Linked DNA regions of Zea mays: region 2 is linked to region 1. Evidence: chromatin contacts called from public Hi-C data. All regions are on one chromosome and are shown on one strand. Each heading gives the region's core, a stretch centred on a gene start, on an enhancer-like site or on the middle of the called end of the contact. The rest is flanking DNA. Distances are from core to core; before and after follow the strand shown. Region 1 holds the start of LOC100501536 (heat shock protein 1). Region 2 holds the start of LOC103636516 (plant-specific domain TIGR01589 family protein expressed).

Evidence for each region. Hi-C and Micro-C count contacts between places; a contact is called where the count stands out from the background.
Region 2: a Hi-C map of bundle sheath shows a contact between it and region 1, with 2.1 times the contacts expected there. The contact joins the promoter of LOC103636516 here to the promoter of LOC100501536 in region 1. A contact is called at or near these places in 2 of 25 Hi-C or Micro-C datasets (bundle sheath and ear).

Annotation. Positions count from the first base shown.
Region 1 is chr8:175,434,076-175,441,203 of Zm-B73-REFERENCE-NAM-5.0, reverse strand. LOC100501536 (heat shock protein 1) reads left to right here and starts at 3,275. Exons shown (of 2, transcript NM_001196236.1): 1 at 3,275-3,590; 2 at 4,374-6,238. The coding sequence starts at 3,380. The coding sequence ends at 6,109.
Region 2 is chr8:175,615,747-175,623,014 of Zm-B73-REFERENCE-NAM-5.0, reverse strand. LOC103636516 (plant-specific domain TIGR01589 family protein expressed) reads left to right here and starts at 2,311. Exons shown (of 2, transcript XM_035961938.1): 1 at 2,311-2,857; 2 at 3,024-3,331. The coding sequence starts at 2,536. The coding sequence ends at 3,172. It overlaps LOC103637541 (zinc finger protein ZAT12), which reads right to left. Exons shown (of 1, transcript XM_008659705.4): 1 at 6,922-7,268. The coding sequence ends at 7,154.

The DNA of each region.
Region 1 (7,128 bases), core at 2,026-4,525:
AACTAATCAACTATGAAGAGTTATAATATGTTGATGCATCAGTAAGGTGACTTGAAGCCATGATTTGAACTCATATATGGTGAAATGGTACAAGTCGCAGTGTTTGTTTTGTGTTTGCTTCAAAAGGTGAGACAAAGATGTTTGTAATCCTAATGAAGCAACGACATGGAGAAATCACATATGAGACACCAATTACTCAAGGAGTTTACTTAATTATATTTTATTTAACTTGAGTATAGAAATCGTCGTACTATTAAGGGGATCCAAATAGAAGGCTGGTGTTTGCCAAAGCTCAAGCCTCTATATTCAAAAGCTATTTCAAAAAACCAAAATCCCATGGACACTCTGTGTATGACTGTTGTTAGGATTGAGAAACTGAGAGTGTTCCTATTGAAAAACAATTGAACTTCTTCAGATGTAGTTGACCTTTTTCAGCTCAATTAAATTTCAGTTGAGTTGAGTTGAGCTTCTTCAGTTGTAGTTGAGCTTTTTCAACTGAGTTGAACTTTAGCTGAGTTGAACTTCAGCTGAGTTGAACTTCTTCAACTGCAGTTGAGCTTTTTCAGCTACAGTTGAGCTTTCTCAACTGCAATTGAACTTCAATTGTGATCCTCTCTGACCATACACCAGTTGAACCTGCCTCTGGGGCAGTTGAAGTGGGGTTTTCTCTCCTAAACCTTTTGGTCAAAACCAGTTGAACTGGTCACCATGGGCAGTTCAACCGGTCTCTGACTCCTCTGCTCAGACTGTCTAGCAGTCTGCCAGGGCGATTCAATCGCCTCCCCAGGGCGGTTCAACCGGTCTCTGTCACACTGACCAGACTGTGCAGCAGTCTGCCAGTCAGACTGGCAGACAGGCTGATAGTCAAACCAGGGAAATTCATCCTAATGGCTAGTTTTGATGGCCCACCTATATATACTCACTCCTACCTCTCTCCCCACACAAGAGCACGACTTGAACTCCATTTCTAACCTGAGAAACACCTTCCACTCTCTCTCACACATCTCTTGCCTCTCCCATTTCAAATGTTTGAAGAGAAATCTTTGAGTGAGTTTGAGAGATGCGGTTTTTTTGTTTTTCATCTCTAAATCCCTCTTGCTCTTCTCCATTCGAGCTTTAGTACTACATTGAGTTCTTTGTGGACTCGTTACTCTTGGAGCTTCTAGCTTCTAAACGACTAGGGCAGTGTTTGGTTCAGTGTCAAGGAGGGATGGAACGGGATCAACCCTGGGCTGACCCCGTCCCTTATTTTTTGAGGGATGGCCTCATCCATCATTTTTTAAGAATATTACTTGACCATAACTTTGGACCTCCAAACCAAACGCGGGTTAAGTTAGAATGATCTCATCACATCCCTCTTCATCCTTCCTCGTCCCTCCATCCAAACACTATGTAGGTGCCTCTTGTGAGTCTCCAAATCTTGTGGAAGACCACAATAAAGTTTGTATTACCCGTTTGTTTGAGCAAAGATTAGTGTGCGGGCTTGACCTTTGTGGTCGGCGAAGCGGGAATTAGGGTTGAAAGAGATCCAGCTCTTTGTGGGCGCCTCAACGAGGAAGTAGGGCACCTTTTGTGTGTGACCGAACCTCAGGATAAATCTTGTGTCTCTTGTGTTCTTGTTCATTGTGTTTGTTCGTGTTCCTCGTTCTCTCACCATTCCGTGGAAGATTTGTTCATATCTTTTTGGTGTGTGGATTTTGAGAAGTGTCCTTCTCAGATCTACTACTTTGAACCCTATGGATCATCTAGAACATTTTATTTTTTAAGTTAACTGGGTGAATTTCGAGATCAATTTAGTTTTATATCTCATTCTTTAGTTGAGCTCGTGCAAACCGGTTGAACCGGTTTTACCTAGTTCGTTTCTAGTTTTTGTTAAAAAAGTTTTCGCTTGTCTATTCACCCTCTATAGGCAACTTTCAATTATGTAATCACTTTTTTTTTCTTTTTTCTGTTTAAAATCTCAGTTTCAAACTTCCAATTGATTTTGAATACGAGGTTTGGGTTTAAATTCATATTGGAGGCAAAAATCGAAAGTTCCACGTGATGCTAGGTTTTATTTCGGTTTTCTATCTCCTATTGTTTTTCACGTTTCAACTTGATTCAAATTCTAGTTTTTTTTAACTTAAGCACAATTAAATACAACATAAAAACAACATGGATTCAAGTTCTATTTCAATTTTTATTAACTATTATGTTGTCTAGTCTGTTCAAGCACATAATACTTATAAATATAAAATTAAACGAAATCACATATTTCCACAAATCTTGGGTACTACACTCGGAGACGACGATGGATTCCATCTCAATTTGGATGTTGATTATAGCTCTATTTCAGTTGTCACTGTTGTCCTAACACGCCCTATTGTGCATGATAGTGCACGTGCTCAACGTAAAAGAAAAGAGATCAGTAACAAGTAGCAGCACTGTACAAGGTAAGCCGTGATTCAATTAAAACTGTTTGAGCAATTCAGTTGCTAGATCGTTCCACCATCGATAATTCGATATGTACGATGATATAAAAAGAGCCCATAAGTTTGTCTTGAAAAGGTTGATCAAATAATTTAAATTAGATGATAAAAAACATGGAAGATGTGGGAGTGGACGACGGCTATGAAGAATAGTACTATATCAGGTTTATACGTAAAATTTATTTTTGAAATGTTTTTATAATCTGTTTGAATTGTATTTTTTGCTTAATTATGTGATTGGATGTTTTTTCATGAAATGTCGAGTTTTATTTTAAATAAAATTCTGTAAAGAGAAGTTGCTGCGCTGAGAAAACTATAAATCGATAGTAAAGGCTGTACGCAACGTTTAAGTCCTTGTTTGAATGCGTATGAATCTGAGAAAGTTCAGAATGATTAAATCTTTTTTATTTAATTTTAATTTGAGAGAGATTAAGTTCTCTCCAATTCTCTTTAATTTAGACGTAATCGAACAAGCTGGTTGCCAAACTAGATGAGTACATTTTGTCCACTGCCATAGAGCCATCGACTACAAAAGTCTAGAACACAGTGGAAAGCACCAGACAACGCGCGACCAAAAGGGCCCAGGCCCCAGCGCCCCAGTCCGGGGGTTGTGTTCGCCGACCTGTGCGTGCCTGCTCGTCACGTCACGTCCCTATTTGCCCGTCTTCCTCCCCTCCAGACCCTTCTCGAACGCCCCTTCGTTCTGGATCCAACGGTCGGTCTCTGCCGGGCTCGAACGTTCTCGAAACCACGTCACCCCCGATAAAACCCCACGCACAGCCTCCTCCCTTCCTCAACCATCATTGCAAAAGCGAAGCAAGCAATCCGAATTCTCTGCGATTTCTCTAGATCTCGACCACCCCTACTAGTTTTGGTTCCTCCTTTCGTTCGAGAGAGCGTTTCTAGTGGCAATGGCGAAGAGCGAGGGTCCGGCGATCGGGATCGACCTCGGCACCACCTACTCGTGCGTCGGCGTGTGGCAGCACGACCGGGTGGAGATCATCGCCAACGACCAGGGGAACCGCACCACGCCGTCCTATGTCGGCTTCACCGACACCGAGCGGCTCATCGGCGACGCTGCCAAGAACCAGGTCGCCATGAACCCCACCAACACCGTCTTCGGTACGCGCTCACTCCGCCCTCTGCCTTTGTTACTGCCACGTTTCTCTGAATGCTCTCTTGTGTGGTGATTGCTGAGAGTGGTTTAGCTGGATCTAGAATTACACTCTGAAATCGTGTTCTGCCTGTGCTGATTACTTGCCGTCCTTTGTAGCAGCAAAATATAGGGACATGGTAGTACGAAACGAAGATAGAACCTACACAGCAATACGAGAAATGTGTAATTTGGTGCTTAGCGGTATTTATTTAAGCACATGTTGGTGTTATAGGGCACTTGGATTCAGAAGTTTGCTGTTAATTTAGGCACAGGCTTCATACTACATGGGTCAATAGTATAGGGATTCATATTATAGGCGATACTATAATAATTTGTTCGTCTGCAGAGCTTATTATTTGCCAAAATTAGATATTCCTATTCTGTTTTTGTTTGTGTGCTGTTAAATTGTTAACGCCTGAAGGAATAAATATAAATGACGAAATTTTGATGTTTATCTCTGCTCCTTTATTGTGACCATAAGTCAAGATCAGATGCACTTGTTTTAAATATTGTTGTCTGAAGAAATAAGTACTGACAGTATTTTGATGCATTGATCTGCTTGTTTGTTGTAACAAAATTTAAAAATAAAGAGTTTCCTTTTTGTTGCTCTCCTTACCTCCTGATGGTATCTAGTATCTACCAACTGACACTATATTGCTTCTCTTTACATACGTATCTTGCTCGATGCCTTCTCCCTAGTGTTGACCAGTGTTACTCACATAGTCTTTGCTCATTTCATTGTAATGCAGATGCCAAGCGGTTGATCGGCAGGAGGTTCTCTGACCCGTCAGTGCAGAGTGACATGAAGCTATGGCCGTTCAAGGTCATCCCAGGGCCTGGTGACAAACCCATGATTGTAGTCAACTACAAGGGCGAGGAGAAGCAGTTTGCTGCTGAGGAGATCTCCTCCATGGTCCTCATCAAGATGAAGGAGATTGCTGAAGCCTACCTTGGTTCCACCATCAAGAACGCAGTGGTGACAGTGCCGGCCTATTTCAACGACTCGCAGAGGCAGGCCACCAAGGACGCCGGTGTCATTGCGGGCCTCAATGTGATGCGTATCATCAACGAGCCCACTGCTGCTGCTATTGCCTACGGTCTTGACAAGAAGGCCACCAGCTCCGGCGAGAAGAACGTGCTCATCTTCGACCTTGGTGGTGGCACGTTTGATGTGTCGCTCCTCACCATCGAGGAGGGCATCTTCGAGGTGAAGGCCACTGCGGGCGACACTCACCTTGGCGGCGAGGACTTCGACAATCGCATGGTGAACCACTTCGTCCAAGAGTTCAAGCGCAAGAATAAGAAGGACATAAGCGGCAACCCCCGTGCACTGCGCCGGCTGCGCACGGCGTGCGAGCGCGCCAAGCGCACGCTGTCATCGACTGCCCAGACGACCATTGAGATCGACTCCCTGTTCGAGGGCATCGATTTCTACTCCACGATCACCAGGGCTCGCTTCGAGGAGCTCAATATGGACTTGTTCCGGAAGTGCATGGAACCTGTGGAGAAGTGCTTGCGCGACGCCAAGATGGACAAGAGCAGCGTGCACGACGTCGTGCTCGTCGGTGGCTCCACCCGCATCCCCAAGGTGCAGCAGCTGCTGCAGGACTTCTTCAACGGAAAGGAATTGTGCAAGAGCATCAACCCCGACGAGGCTGTGGCGTACGGCGCCGCTGTCCAGGCTGCCATCCTCAGCGGCGAGGGCAACGAAAAGGTACAAGATCTGCTCCTGCTCGACGTCACGCCACTGTCTCTCGGCCTGGAGACTGCAGGTGGCGTCATGACGGTGCTGATCCCGAGGAACACCACCATCCCGACCAAGAAGGAGCAGGTCTTCTCCACGTACTCCGACAACCAGCCGGGCGTCCTGATCCAGGTGTACGAGGGTGAGCGCGCGAGGACCAAGGACAACAACCTCCTCGGCAAGTTCGAACTCTCCGGCATCCCTCCTGCTCCCCGCGGCGTGCCCCAGATCACGGTTACCTTCGACATCGATGCCAACGGCATCCTCAACGTCTCTGCCGAGGACAAGACCACCGGCCAGAAGAACAAGATCACGATCACCAACGACAAGGGCCGGCTTAGCAAGGAGGAGATCGAGAAGATGGTGCAGGAGGCTGAGAAGTACAAGGCAGAGGACGAGGAGGTCAAGAAGAAGGTGGACGCCAAGAACGCGCTCGAGAATTATGCCTACAACATGAGGAACACCATCAAGGACGACAAGATCGCCTCCAAGCTCCCCGCTGAGGACAAGAAGAAGATCGAAGATGCCGTTGACGGCGCCATCAGCTGGCTGGACAGCAACCAGCTGGCTGAGGTGGAGGAGTTCGAAGACAAGATGAAGGAGCTTGAGGGGATCTGCAACCCCATCATCGCGAAGATGTACCAGGGCGAGGGCGCGGGCATGGGCGCTGCTGCTGGCATGGATGAGGATGCCCCGTCTGGTGGGAGCGGTGCTGGTCCCAAGATCGAGGAGGTGGATTAAGTTGGTTAGTGTTCGAGGTTTGGTTTGGTGAGGTGTGAAGTGCCTGAACTCTGATGGTTGTTTGTGAGGTGTGGTCGCAATAGCTGCGGCCTGTGGTGAACTTCTCAGAAATAAATAAGTTTTCGTTCCTAATTTGTTTTTTTTCAATTCATGTGTTGGTCGCCTTGTTTCGTATCGTTGCTTTTCATGTTAAACAGGTACTCTTGTCATGCAAGTGATGATGTGAATACGAGGCACTGCATAATTTGCACAGGACAGACGAATGCAGCAGTGTTTGTGATTCACCTCACTGCCTCCGTGATGAAAACTAATCTAAAATTCTGTGATGAAAACTAATCTAAAATTGGATGTTTGATCCATTGAGAGACAAAATATGTTAGTAATATTTATCATTGTCATGTGATGCGTGAATCCAGCAGAACTCATCTGGAGCGAAGAGCCGCAGAGCACGCAGTTACTCCCTCCGGCTAAAACAGACTATAATTTGGAATGTAAGAGTTCCTTTACGGCAAATAGCAGTATACAGTTCAGGTGATAATTAGGACTGTTGGATAATTAGGATGAAGTAATAAACTCAGAGCAGCGATGCCACCACAACTGTGGAAAAAGAGGCAGTGGCGGAACTCCGTAAAATTAACGTCCCGGTCACTCTATAAATATAAAGATGCGCTACTCTGTCTTTTCATTTTTTACGATTTAGTTCAAAAATGAACTAGCTGACGATAAATATTTAAGAACGAGTAGTAACATTTAAAACAATCCAGTGAAACGATGACAGGTAGGGAAAGGGGATCAGACATTCGAGAACAATTTCTCACAATAGAGGAGAATCACGGGCATAGGGCAGCAGACAGTCGCTGCCCATTGGTCAGAGAGACGCTCCGCCCTCGCCTATGAATAAGAAAAAAAGAGAATAAGGTTGAGGAAGTTGTATAGCTTGGGAGAAGATGTAATGACAGGGGCGGATTTGCATGGGCGGTGGCGTGGTGCCAGTGCTGGACGCGCGCGTGTTGCTGTTG
Region 2 (7,268 bases), core at 1,062-3,561, 180 kb before region 1:
CACACATGTTGGTTCTAACATTATTCACAAATATTATACATCTCTCCTGTAGTATTTATCATATGAAGAAATGACCAAAATATAAATAGTACATCTTGATGAATTATATAAATTTGTAGTTGAATTTTTTTTCATTGATTTAATTTACTCCTTCAAAATGTGATTTTTAAATTGTCTTTCCCTAGGGTTAAAAATAAAACACTCGACAAAGACACTTTTTGCCGAGTGTTTTTTTTGTTTGGCACTCGACAAAGAATGTCGAGTGCCCGAAAAAACACTCGGCAAAGACACTTTTTGCCGAGTGTTTTTTGTTTGGCACTCGGCAAAGAATGCCGAGTGCCCGAAAAAACACTCGGCAAATCATTTGGCACTCTGCAAAGAGCCAGATTTCGATAGTGATAGATATTATCATATTGTATTGGAGTATGTTATTTGGATGAAATACAGGAAAAACATACAAAACTAACTCGATCTTACATAGTAAGAGAGAAACAAAGAGTTTAGAGCCGATTCTTTCCCCTTTTTCCCTGTGCTTTCCTTCTAAAAGTTAGTTGTAAACTACAAAAGGAAAGGTTTCTACATTATTTCTTTACTGCAAAAGGGTAATACCTTCAATAATCAACCACAATCACCAAACAATATAGGTTGCCACCTACACTTGAATATGATGTTGGATCAAACAATTCCGCGTGCAGAAGCTCTAGCGGGCTAGATGCTGACATGAATGCTTTTATAGGATGCATATTTGCAACTTTTTTGTCGACTTGGCATGAAATTCAAAGCTTGTCTTTCTCAGACAGAACATCCTTCAGACCTCTAACCGTTTCTTTCTTAAATAGTTTCTTGAGCGTACCCAGTCAAACACGAGCTAGCCTTCTATGCCCAAACCACCCAAGTGAAGTTTTGGTGAATAGACATGTCTTTAAGTTTGCATCATCCGAATGAAGTCCACTAAATATAGATTGTTGCAGTGACCCGGTTATCATCCTTTCTAGATACAACATTCCCGTTCTCCTTGAATAGGCATTGGTAGCCATTACCACACAATTGACCAACATATAGTAAGTTCAAACTAAGTGATGCAACCAAGAGGACATTTGATATTGAGTTACTATTGGAGATTGCCACTTTGCTCAACCATTTTACTTTGCTCCTTCAATTATCCCCAAAGGTTATCTTCTCTTAATCATCCATTTCTTTATTGAGTAAGGTAAACATTCGAGGGTCATTGGTCAAATGTTGGGTACATCCACTATCAATTATCTAATGACATCAATATCGCGAGTTGAATATTTTCTAATCAAATAGTGAGCATTGAAGTTAATGGCCCTGAGTGTTTAGGTAATGGTTGGGGTTGGTGGTGTGGCTTTGCATTTGTGGGCAAGTGTCCCTATTTTCCACTCTAAAAGCGCTTATTTTGGCTTAGGGCCTTTGTTTTGTGGTTGTTCTTTCTTTTCTATAAAAAGTTGGCAGCCCATACCACTCCTATCCAATTTCAAAACCATGTTTATAAGCAACTCACTAGAAGGTATTTGCGCTTTGTGAACTTTTGTGTGCCAAGCTAGGTGACTATTTTCTTTTTTTAGCCTTTTGTTGCGCGGCCGACGCGATAGGCTGGGGGAGGGGCAGCATGGAAGAAGAAACAATTTCGAGGAAATAAAGAAATGAAATAATGTACTGATATGTTTGTGTATTGAGTGGGAATGACGGTCAAATTTTTCCTAATTTTACCGAACTTAAGTTGGTGGAGCACGTCTCGAGAAACCCCACAAAAAATGGATCTGAACCGTTTCACTAGCTTTTTATGGAGTAAACTTGTTTTTATACTGAAGCCGATGGAGCTGTCAGCTCAAATTTGCTAAATTTACAGCGATGTACTACTATAAAGTTATATAAACGGTTCTGTTATCCCAGGAATCAGGGGGGGGAAAGGACTTCCCCCATTTTTTCGTTTTCAAAAATCAGACAGAACAGGTAGTTTTTTTCCCGTCGCGCACGCTCAAAATTAACTTCGTCGCCTAGTGTGAAGCAATCTGCAGTGCGGAGATCCGACGGTCCTGAAGTGGACGCCGTCCGTGATCGGCTGAAAGGAACGGCGGAGGATGGCAACAGAGTTTCACCAAAAACGAAAAAGGAAGCAGGGTAAGGCGAGGCGCCGTGGCCCCCGAAACAATCCCCTCCCCGGCCTCTCGGCGAATCGCGAGGCGGCACCCACGTGCGCGGCTCGCCCCCACTCCCTGACATGCGCCGATCGCGCCCACATGTCCCTCTCCCCCCGCGCCGCTATTTCTACCTCCCCGCCGGCGCTACTCGTCGCGCTCCCCACCGGTAGCACGTCCGCCTCTTCATCCATCCATCTATCCATCCGCGTCCCCGGGATCACCGAGCTCTCCAGTAGGTCTAGAAGATACCACACGTACGTCCGGCGGCTTCCGTCAGAGAAGCTAGCTAGCGCTTCGTCTCCGACCCGGCCGTATAGACGACGACACACAGCGGGGCCCGGCCGGCCGGTCTCTCTCGGCGTAGGCGGCGACCATGGACGACGACGACGCCGCCTCCTCGTCACCGGCGGCTTCGTACGTCAGACTGGTAATAAGTGCATGCGCGGCAGCGCGGGCGGACCTACGATCTGCCGCCGCCGCGCTCGTTGAGATACATACGAGTATACGACCCGATGGCCTTGTGTTGGACTGGAAAATGCAAATGCATGCATGCATGGTGAATGATGGATGCAAGGGGTTTGATGTCCAGGTGCAGCATCTGATCGAGAAGTGCATCTGCTACAAGCTGAACAAGGAGGAGTGCATGGAGACGTTGGAGAAGCACGCCAAAGTGATGCCCGTCATCACATCCACAGGTAGGCCGTAGGCGGCACTCTTGCAAGCAAGCGATTAATCGAGATTATTTCAAGAGTAGTTAAGTTGTCGTCCACGCCAAATTAAAGCTACTACTAGTCGACTCGATCGTATCGATCTCATTGACCTCTTCTTGGCATTATTATACTATACATGCTGCTATAGCAGTGTGGAAGGAGCTGGAGAAGGAGAACAGGGAGTTCTTCGAGACGTACAAGAAGTATCTGGGACAAGAGTCGGCGCTGCAGAAGAATCCATCCGATGGACAGGAACAGCCTTCGTCTGCTTCCAAGAGCTCAGACGACGACGACGATTAGACAGATCTGTCGCGCTCGCTCACATGCATGGCCTTGCAGGTACATATATATCGAGAGCGTCGCCAGTGTAATTATGTGTGTTATAAGTACGCAGGCAGGGGAGCTAGCCTGCATGGTCATGTGTATCATGAGTAGATATATAGATTATTGATTAAATCTCGTAGCACTTCCAGAGGATCGAAGATTCTCGATCTAGCTACAGGCAGTGCCGTACCGCAGGTGTATCAATCAAGCAGGGTGTAGGTGTTGTGTTGTGTTGCATGCATATCATGTGGGCTCTCCGCACGTACGTGGCGGGCTAATGTCCGTCAAGCTAGGACGTGTACTCCCGTGCGTGTTCGTGTGAAAGACACTGCTGGTTACTGTCAGAAGAAAGAGGCCGTTCCTGTCCCGGTGCATGGTGGTCGATAGATGGCCTCGCCGTACGTGCTCTCTGGCGATCGATCGAACAGACAGGCGGGCCACGGGGATGACTATCTTCAGCACACTCATCGTACTCCTTTATCTCACTCTGTATTTTGAACTCCTCTCTTTAAACAGTGTATCTTTATCGCGCACTGGCTATTTTAAACTCCTCTATGCAAAACCAAGTCGTCGGTCTCTCTCTGTCTCTGGCCGGCGACGGCGACAGGAGGAGTGGAGGATAGTGCTCTCGACTCGACGAGCGACGACTACGCTAGCTAGATGGTGTATTTAGCATGTAGGCAACGTCTTCTGCGATCAGCATGGGCAACTATAGCTAGGCGAGAAGAGAAGCAACGGATGCGAGAGCTGGCGGGTGGCGCTCGCATCGTTGGCTGCTGCGGGTTTGCCATGCCATGCTTCTCATGCTAGCTAGCTAAGAGACAGAGTCGATCACTTTTCTGTATTGGAGCAGGACATGGGCAACTACTACTGCTGCCCTGTATTTCCAACAGCAGCCTGCAGGGGACGACGACACTAGCTACCCACGCATGTGTACAAACAAACCGATCGACTCGGGTGTAGTAGGTCACCAACTCCGGTAGAATGAATGGGTCGGTGGGTTGGCCGGATCTGCGTCTTGTCTTATAGCACGTGCGTGCATCAACTGTTCAACCCGGCCCTCTGATGAAAGAAAAACAAAAAAATGTTCAGTGCATCTGCAGAATCTTAAGATTATCATCGCCCGGCTCACTTTAGGCCCAGGCGGACAGTAGCCCTGGCAGACTTTAAGCTTTGTTTGTGTACTCTAATATTCACTCCAATTCATGTGTATTGAGATAGATTAGAGTGCAATTCAGCTTAATACATGTGGATTCAGCTAAATACTAGAGAAGCCAAATAGGATCGGCTCTTTTCATTCCCGTCTAAAGCATTCAGCTACTTAAGTGTCCATGCCAGATATCGGCCCAGCCTGCTAAGGTTCGAATACTTGGGCCATGGTCCAGCACTAGGAAACAGGTAGATATGAGATAATGACAAGTTGAAAATTTTTAAGTCAACTAAAATATCAGTAACTAAAATATAGTTTTAATTTTTATAAATCCAGAGACTAAAATATAATAAAATGAACACATCCAAAGTCAGGTTGCCTTTCTAAAAAATCATGGTGGTTGGAAACGTTGGGCCGATAGTGGACTATGGCCACGGGCCTCATTCAAGGGTCCACCATTGGTCGGAGAATAATGGTTTCACCAGGTATAATCTCGGTCATTGGTCAGATAAGGGCTTGTTCGCTTTGGAGTGGATTGAGGGGGATTGGAGGGGATTAAATCCCCTCCTATACAAATTTTGTATAGGAGGGGATTTAATCCCCTCCAATCCCCCTCAATCCACTCCAAAGCGAACAAGCCCTAATGGAGTATTGCATGCGCGAGGGGGCGTTTGGCTGCAACCACAGTCCCTTCCCTCCCCTCTCCCTATAGCTGATTTGGTGACCCCCTCTCCCAAGTCCCAATAGCTGATATGGTGACCACGGGAAATAGAGTAGTTTAAGAAGAAAATGAAATAATTTCTCTCTCAATCTTCACTAATCGTCTGTGATTCCTTTGTCACCAAATCACCCGCCTATAGTGTCCTACCGAATGGAGCAGCGGCAGCCCCAGGCCCCAGCAGTCCCTACCTGGCTCTCTAAACGAGGCCCCCCTCAATATGGTGTCACCACTATAATCCATTTTGGTAGGCTCTTGCATCACTTGCTTTAGCTCTAGCTCTTAAGGAGCACCCCATCTAGTTGAAAACATAGCTTCTCCTATTTTAGGGGAGAGGAAATGACAAAAGAGAGTCGGATAAGCCCTTTTGTATGATCGGTAGGTATGAGAAATGATATTTTCGGTTGTATTGGGTTATAAGGGGAGAGTTTAGAGGGAACCACTACGAGAAAAAGGAAGAGTAGGGGGTGGAATCTGGGTGACATGATGCAAAAATGGGATGAGAGGGAAATTTAGAGAGGATAGTTGTAGTTAGTCTTAGCTAGGGGTGGTAATGAATCACGATCTAAACGTTTCTTCACAATTTATTTGAGCCCTTAATTAATTTTAGTTAAAAATGAATAGAAATAGAGTCTGATCGTAATTTAATCCGATGCTTAAATTTTATAGTGTAAAATTTAGAGGTCATTACCACCCCTAGCCTCAGCGGGTTATGGTTGTCAGGGCGCCGCGAGCAATGGTAGCATGCCATTACTGAAGGTGTGGACTGTAGAGGTTATGCTGTCTTCGGCGGATCGTGTAAAATTGAGGAGGCGGAAGTATAGATGATGCTGTTTGATAATGTTTGTATGATAAAGTTTAAGATAAAATATAAAATATGGTACTAATAACTCTATTCTCGAATATTTATCGTTTGTTAGTTTTTTTAAACTAAACCGTGATAAATAAAAAAGAATAGAGTGAGTATTAAATAGGAGTCCGCTCAAGATGGCCTTACTAGGGGTTCAGGCTTCTCCTTGGGCCCTAGCGTGCAGCGGCTATGTAGATTGCACGAGATGAGAGAGCACGTTGTTGCACGCTCGTCGGGTATCTTCCTAGAGCAGAGCTTAGAGCAAGTTTAATAAAAGTAAGGCTAATAATATAGTCCACTGCAGGTTTAATAGTGATTTTTAGAGATGGATATATTAGACGTCATCTACAAAATGATTAATGGAGACCCTCATCCTAATACGACCGTCTATGCTAATAAATGGTTTTAGAGGTAGTGTATGTTTGATATAGCTAACTTCGTAGCTTCTTTACAGGTTTAAGCAGATGTTGTGCTAAACAAGATGCTTTTATAGCATATTATCAATTTTGCTGCTTCTTGAAATCAACTAAAAACAGGCAATAGTAGAGGTGTTATTCATCAGCTTCTTAAATTAGATTAGCAGTTTCTTCAACGAGCACCAATCGTGCCAAACAAGAGGCCATATATAGATGCTTTAGAACATGCACCTCCGTAAATGATTTTCGGCTATGGATATTTTTAGCTCTTCCATTTATTGTCTCCGTTAATGTTTGTCACTGTCTCATAAATTTATCTTTAGTAGTGATGTGTTAATCCAAATCATCCCTATGCTAAGTTATCTGAACACATGCTGCTTGCACTTTAAACTGGACGAATCAATCGTTCATTATTTTATTCATCTTCTTGCGTTTGGTTAACTCATTCTACATATCTATTAACCTTCTCCATAGTTTATTTCGGTGTGTTCTGACCTATATATATTGAACATGCTGGTAAATTATGACAGCCTTACAACCGAAACCTGCATGCTCTGGAACTATTGCGGGCATCATCATATTACCACTCGCTAAAAAAACAATAAGGACTTGTCCGTTATCATCATATTAGAATTACATAGAACTGCAGAATCTAACATGTCTTTTCTTTTCCATGCATGGAAAGGATTGGGTCGTTAACCCAAAAAGGTAACAATGGAACAGTATACGGGGATGAGCAGAAACAAAGAGCGCTAACGAAGCACCACCATGAAAGAAGGAGATTTATGTGCAGTCTAAACAACGCGGAACGAAGGCTCAATAACTACAGCGAGCAATCTAACATGGCGAGCGTCTTATGTACACCACCCTGCCCGGCGGCGCCTAGCACCAACACGCCCCGGCACTTGGCGCAGTTCTCCAACGGCGTGAGGTTGAGG